Regions from separate parts of the Sus scrofa genome. Here region 2 is linked to region 1. A link is a contact called in public HiChIP or PLAC-seq data. All regions are on one chromosome and are shown on one strand. Each heading gives the region's core, a stretch centred on a gene start, on an enhancer-like site or on the middle of the called end of the contact. The rest is flanking DNA. Distances are from core to core; before and after follow the strand shown. Region 1 holds the start of APOLD1 (apolipoprotein L domain-containing protein 1). Region 2 holds the start of CDKN1B (cyclin dependent kinase inhibitor 1B).

Region 1 (3,164 bases), core at 63-2,562:
AAAATAGCCATAGGACTTGTAATATTGGGGCTATATCCTTGGTCTAGGTATATTTTTTAAGTAATTTGTTTCATTTTGCTAAGAGGTGTCTTTATCAGGAAATTTGTCAGTGGCAGGTGGAATTATGGAGGCATGCATATAAAGTTAAGATCTAGGAGTCAGGAGATCTAGATTCTAGACTGGGCTCTGTGAAGAATCAGCTGCATCTACAACATGTCTGTGTTTCAATTTCCTCATCCTCCAGATGAGAATAATGATTTCTGCCCTGATGTCTCACAGTAGTGAAGTGTTCTATTTCTATGGCTTCTTTGCTACTTTAAAGAAGTTTCTGATAATGAGTAGAGTGGATATGAAGGGGGGAATTTTTGGCAACTAGGAAGGATGTACTTTTACCCAGGATGTACAGTGCTCTCTGTTAGTCATCTTCAGTTGGCTTCAATTTAACTTGGTATGGATAGTCCTCAGTGAGGTGTTAAACAAATAATTTGGCCACTTTTTAAGATTTTGAACTGTTACTCATTTTTGAGGGAAGCTTTCACAATAAAGGGACATAGCAGAATTAATTTAATGTCATTTAGTTTTAATTAAGACTCATCATAGGGTGAGATTTCTGAAGACCTGATGAGCTCTACTTAGAAGACACAGTGCAAAACACATCCTAGGCTTGATTCTAAGATAAGAGCAGGATTCTAAGATAAGAGCCGGGAAAAATAACAAGCAGAAGAGTTGCTTCAGGCAAGCATCTAACTTAGAAAGATTAGTTTCCTACATTTGATAGACAATATGATTTTTTTTTTTTTTTTGGCTTTTTAGGGCTTCACCCAGCGGCACATGGAGGGTTCCCAGGCCAGTGCTCTAATCGGAGCTGTAACCCACAGCCTATGCCACAGCCATGGCAACACCAGATCCCACCTGCGTCTGCCAACTACACCACAGCTCACAGCAATGCCAGATCCTTAACCCACTGGCCGAGGCCAGAGATTGATTGCACAACCTCATTTTTCCTAGTTGGATTCGTTTCTGCTGTGCCACAAAGGGAACTCCGGACAATATGATTTTTTGAGTTTTTTTGGTGACTTGTCTTTTTCACTCCTCTGAGAGGGAAAAAAAATTGCATTGCAAAACTTTTAGGATCCAAGTCTTCATGTAAGGAAAGAATTTTTTTTTTTTTTTGTCTTTTTTTGCTATTTCTTTGGGCCGCTCCTGCGGCATATGGAGGTTCCCAGGCTAGGGGTCGAATCAGAGTTGCAGCCACAGGCCTACCCCAAGCCACAGCAACGCAGGATCCACGCCTGCAACCTACACCACAGCTCACAGCAACGCCTGATCGTTAACCCACTGAGCAAGGCAGGGACCGAACCTGCACCTTCATGGTTCCTAGTCGGATTCGTTAACCACTGGGCCACGACGGGAACTCCAGGAAAGAACTTTTTAACAGTGCAACCTACTGCTTTCAAGTGTCACCTTTCAGAGAAGAGGCCTCAGTATTGCAGTAGACTTGTACTATCACCGCTCCCTTATTTAACAGATAATATATTAAGTCCATCCTCGGCGTTCCCTGGGAGAAAAGTGGACAGTAGCAACATTCCTATTGATCTACGCGGATTTAAGTTCCTGAGGATTTAGGGGACTTGTCCTAGAAGACAGAACGGGTCTTTGAGAACTTGGAACATGACTCCCTGGAAAATGACCCATTTCTCTTTGCGTAGCTGCTGTGCTTGACTTCGGGCTAATCACGTGTCGTGTCCCCGCAGGGCATGGAGGGGCCAGTGGCCCGAGAGCTGCAGGGTGCGGATGCGCTGCGCCGATTCCAGGGCTGCTGCTGGACCGCCGCGGCCGGCTGCATGGCCAGCTGCTGAGCCTGCGCGAAGTGGCCCGGCGTCTCGAGCGCCTCCGCCGGCGCTCCCTGGCGGCCAACGTGACTGGCAGCGCACTGAGCGCGGCCGGCGCGGTGGCCGCCATCGTGGGGCTCTCGCTCAGCCCGGTGACCCTGGGGGTCTCGTTGCTGGCGTCGGCCGTGGGACTGGGAGTGGCCACCGCCGGAGGGGTAGTCACCATCACGTCCGATCTGTCCCTGATTTTCTGCAACTCCCGGGAGCTGCGGCGGGTGCAGGAGATCGTGGCCACCTGTCAGGACCAGATGCGCGAGCTTTTGAGCTGCCTGGACTTCTTTTGCCGCGGGCAGGACCGCCGGGATCGCCAGCTGCTGCAGTGCGGGAGGAACGCCTCCATCGCGCTGTACAACTCTGTCTACTTCATCATCTTCTTCGGCTCCCGAGGCTTCCTCATCCCCAGGAGGGCCGAAGGGGCCACCAAGGTTAGCCAGGCCGTGCTGAAGGCCAAGATTCAGAAACTGGCCGAGAGCCTGGAGTCCTGCACCGGGGCTCTGGATGAGCTCAGCGAGCAGCTGGAGTCCAGAGCCCAGCTCTGCACGAAGAGCAGCCGTGGCCACGACCTCAAGATCTCTGCTGACCAGCCCGCAGGACTGTTTCTCTGAGAACGTCTTTTCCCCTTAATGGCCGAGGCCAGAAACCATCCCCATGGGATGCTCCAGATTTGCAGCTCCCTCAGGAAAACACCAAGTTGGTTTAGGAGCTGAATGCAGTGCATGAGAAAAACTGTTCTTGAGGGGGAGGTGGGGTGGGGGTGGGGGGAGTTGGTAGCAATGTGTCCTCCCAGTCCTTCCTTTCCCACTAGTGTGACATCCTGCCTGGGACTGAGTGCTTGGGACTTTTTACTTGCCTGATCCTGGAGGGATATGTGACCTGAAGAGTACTTTTCTTTTATCAAAACTGTTGGGTCTTCGCACTGCAGGTCACTTCCGATTTTAGGTATTTGCAGCATCCTTGCCTCTACCCGTGTTCCTGTGGTTTGAACCCAGACTGGAGAGGGTGGAGACCTGGCCACCCACTGGGTCTCCTCTGAGCCCCATTAGGCTTTGAGGTCCTCAAAATGCCTGTAAGAGGAGAGAGAAGCTTTAATACCTCTCTGCCAGAATCCAGAGCAAATCAGACCCCCTCTGAACTGTGGAGGGTTCAGGACCAAGAGAGGCCCCTCCTGCTGACTTGCACCCTCTTCCCTCTTAGTGTGCCCACTCACGATCCAGCCTGGGGATAGAGGGGACCTTCCCAGATGGCTTCATATCAGACAACCTTCTACTCTAA
Region 2 (2,889 bases), core at 181-2,680, 64 kb before region 1:
TGGAGAAGTGAATCTGGTGGGAGAGAAAGGTGAAGGAAGGAAGGGGCTGTTGTATTTGGCGGCGGGACTCAGGTAGAGGAAACTGCTACAAGCCGGGAAAGAACTGAAAAATATAAAAGAGGAGACGAGTTCCCACACGCAGACCAAGTCAGTGGCCTTAACAGTGCTTGGGAAGCAAGAACCTGGGCCAGGGGTGTATCCTCGCTTTTTTAAACGAAATGTATCTGAGACAGCTACTAAGTTTATTAGGGACTTGGGAGACCAATAGAGTTTTTGATCTCGAAGCCCTTTTCTTGTTTTTATTGAGGGAGAGCTTGGGTTCAGAATACATTACAAATGCAGCATCTATTCCAGTCTACTTATAGAAAGACGTCCTCCTGGGCTTCCCCCCTAAGCCCCCTGCCTCCCCTAGAACAGCACAGACTTCTAGGTTAAGGGTGAGCTAACCACTGCTCACCCCCAGCTAAGGCACCCAGGCTCAGGGGCTCCCCGCCTCCCCCGCTGAGCGAGCGGTGGGGGCCCCCCCGGGAGAGAGCCCAGCTGGGGGCCGAGCGCCCAGCGGCGAGCCCAGCTGCCCGCCCCTACCCGCTCGGCGAGCGAGGGGAAAATAAGATCGCCCTCGGCGAGGAGAGGGAGGTCGGGGCTCCGGAGCGGAGCGCAGCGCAGGGACCAGAACCCGCCACCTCTCCGGCCAGGCCCCTCCCCGGCTCCCCGGCCTTTTGGCGAGTTTGTCTTATTTTTAATTTCTCCGAGGCCAGCCAGAGCAGGTTTGCTGGCAGCCCGGCACCTCCAGCAGTCACGCGACCAGTCGAGCTCCCGGCCGCGCGCTCGGCGGCGGCGCGCTCGGGAGGCGGGGAGGCGCAGCGGCGGCTCAGGGGCCACCTTAAGGCCCAGCTCGCCAGTCTCGGCTGGGCGGCTCCCGGCGCCGCGACCAATGATCTCCTCCTCTGTTTAAATAGACTTGCGGTGTCAATCATCTTCTTCTTCGTCAGCCTCCCTTCCACCGCCATATTGGGCAACTAAAAAAAGGGGGCTCGTCTTTTCGGGGTGTTTTTCTCCCCCTCCCCTGTCCCCACTTTCTCGCCGCTCCGCGACTCCGACGCCGGCAAGGTTTGGAGAGCCGCTCGGTCGGCGGGACCCGCGGGCTCGCAGCGGCGGGGACTCGGACTGGCTCTGCCCCCTCCTCTCTCCGCTGCGCTCCTCTCCCCTCCCCTCCCCGCCCTCCAGCTCGCCCGTACACTTGATCGGCGGAGACTCGGGGCTGCCTGGCCCGGGCTGCCCCTCGCCCCCTCCCCCAGCCCCAGCGCGCTCCTGACGCTCGGGCGCTTACTCGTCGGTGTTTGTTTCTCTTGGCTCGGAGGGCAGCCGCAGGGCTTATAAGAGGGGCTCGGGCTGGGTCGAGGCGTTTTGTTTTGTTCGGTTTTGTTTTGCGAGAGCGCGAGAGAGGCGGTCGCCGAGCCCCGGGAGGAAGATGTCAAACGTGAGAGTGTCTAACGGGAGCCCGAGCCTGGAGCGGATGGACGCCAGACAGGCGGAGTACCCCAAGCCCTCGGCCTGCCGAAACCTCTTCGGCCCGGTCAATCACGAAGAGTTAACCCGGGACTTGGAGAAGCACTGCAGAGACATGGAAGAGGCCAGCCAGCGCAAGTGGAATTTTGATTTTCAGAATCACAAGCCCCTGGAGGGCAAATACGAGTGGCAGGAGGTGGAAAAGGGCAGCTTGCCCGAGTTCTACTACAGACCCCCGCGGCCACCCAAAGGCGCCTGCAAGGTGCCGGCGCAGGAGGGCCAGGGTGTCAGCGGGACCCGCCAGGCGGTGCCTTTAATTGGGTCTCAGGCCAACTCAGAGGACACACATTTGGTAGACCAAAAGACTGATGCACCGGACAGCCAGACGGGGTTAGCGGAGCAGTGCACTGGGATAAGGAAGCGACCTGCCACAGACGGTAATGACCCTTTCGAATGCATGAAACGTCTGTTTGTCTGCCTCTCTCTGTTTGTCTGCCGTGCTGTTTTCCCTGCTTGAGGATCTTAAACCTCCGCTTTCTTTTCAGCGCATTCTGACTTAGCTCTTGGGGAACACACCTTCCTCATCTTAGGTTTTAAATGCTATTTGGCTAGCTGCTGGTCTGTTTATGACTTTTAAGTCTGAAGCATGAGACTGTGCTATCTGATAATTTCTCTAACTGAAAACATCGCGGCTCCTCCCCGCTAGCCAGCTGTAGGTATGTGACAACGTTGGGATGTTTATCAACCACCTCCCTCTTCGCTTTGGAGAGAGAGAGATTTGGGGCGTAGAATACACTTTCTGTTATGTGAAAACAACCTCATTTTGTGCCCTTAAAGGCCACTGGGAATGACGGATCCAGGATGGTGGGTGGAGGTGGTGGGTTTTTTGTCCCCTCAGTATCGAGCCAACTTGTGTCAGCCATTGTTTTTTCTAATAAAGATTATTTGTGTGTGTTCTTTTTAAAATTCCCTCCTGCCTTTAGATTCCTCTCCTCAAAACAAAAGAGCCAACAGAACAGAAGAAAATGTTTCAGACGGTTCCCCGAACTCGGCTTCAGTGGAGCAGACGCCCAAGAAGCCCGGCCTCAGAAGGCGTCAAACGTAAACTGCTCGGTGGGTTGATCACTGGAAGCAAATAAGTGACACCCGATTTGGGCTGAAGGAACTCATGGGTTTTCAAACACCAAGATACCCGATCTTAGTGGTGTCTGGCAGATTAGAGCTTGTGGGGTTTTGTTTGTATTTTATGAGGTCCAAAAAAAGGAGGAATGGGAAAGACTGGGCATCAGGGTGGGGGTACTATAATTCTTCCCAGTTTCTCTGTCCTGAGATCATTTTCCTTTGAAGCTCCCAATGATTAGAGCAAGTGTCCCAGGCAAA

The links. HiChIP or PLAC-seq counts read pairs in DNA pulled down with a chosen protein or histone mark.
Region 2: a contact with region 1 is called in an H3K27ac HiChIP or PLAC-seq map of skeletal muscle. The contact joins the promoter of CDKN1B here to the promoter of APOLD1 in region 1. A contact is called at or near these places in 3 of 47 Hi-C or Micro-C datasets (brain, heart right ventricle and skeletal muscle) and 1 of 2 datasets of contacts at active chromatin or transcription factors (skeletal muscle).

Annotation. Positions count from the first base shown.
Region 1 is chr5:59,670,169-59,673,332 of Sscrofa11.1, reverse strand. It overlaps APOLD1 (apolipoprotein L domain-containing protein 1), which reads left to right and starts at 1,312. Exons shown (of 2, transcript XM_021092329.1): 1 at 1,312-1,815; 2 at 1,818-3,164. The coding sequence starts at 1,758. The coding sequence ends at 2,497.
Region 2 is chr5:59,734,372-59,737,260 of Sscrofa11.1, reverse strand. It overlaps CDKN1B (cyclin dependent kinase inhibitor 1B), which reads left to right and starts at 1,430. Exons shown (of 3, transcript NM_214316.1): 1 at 1,430-1,946; 2 at 2,493-2,622. The coding sequence starts at 1,472. The coding sequence ends at 2,614.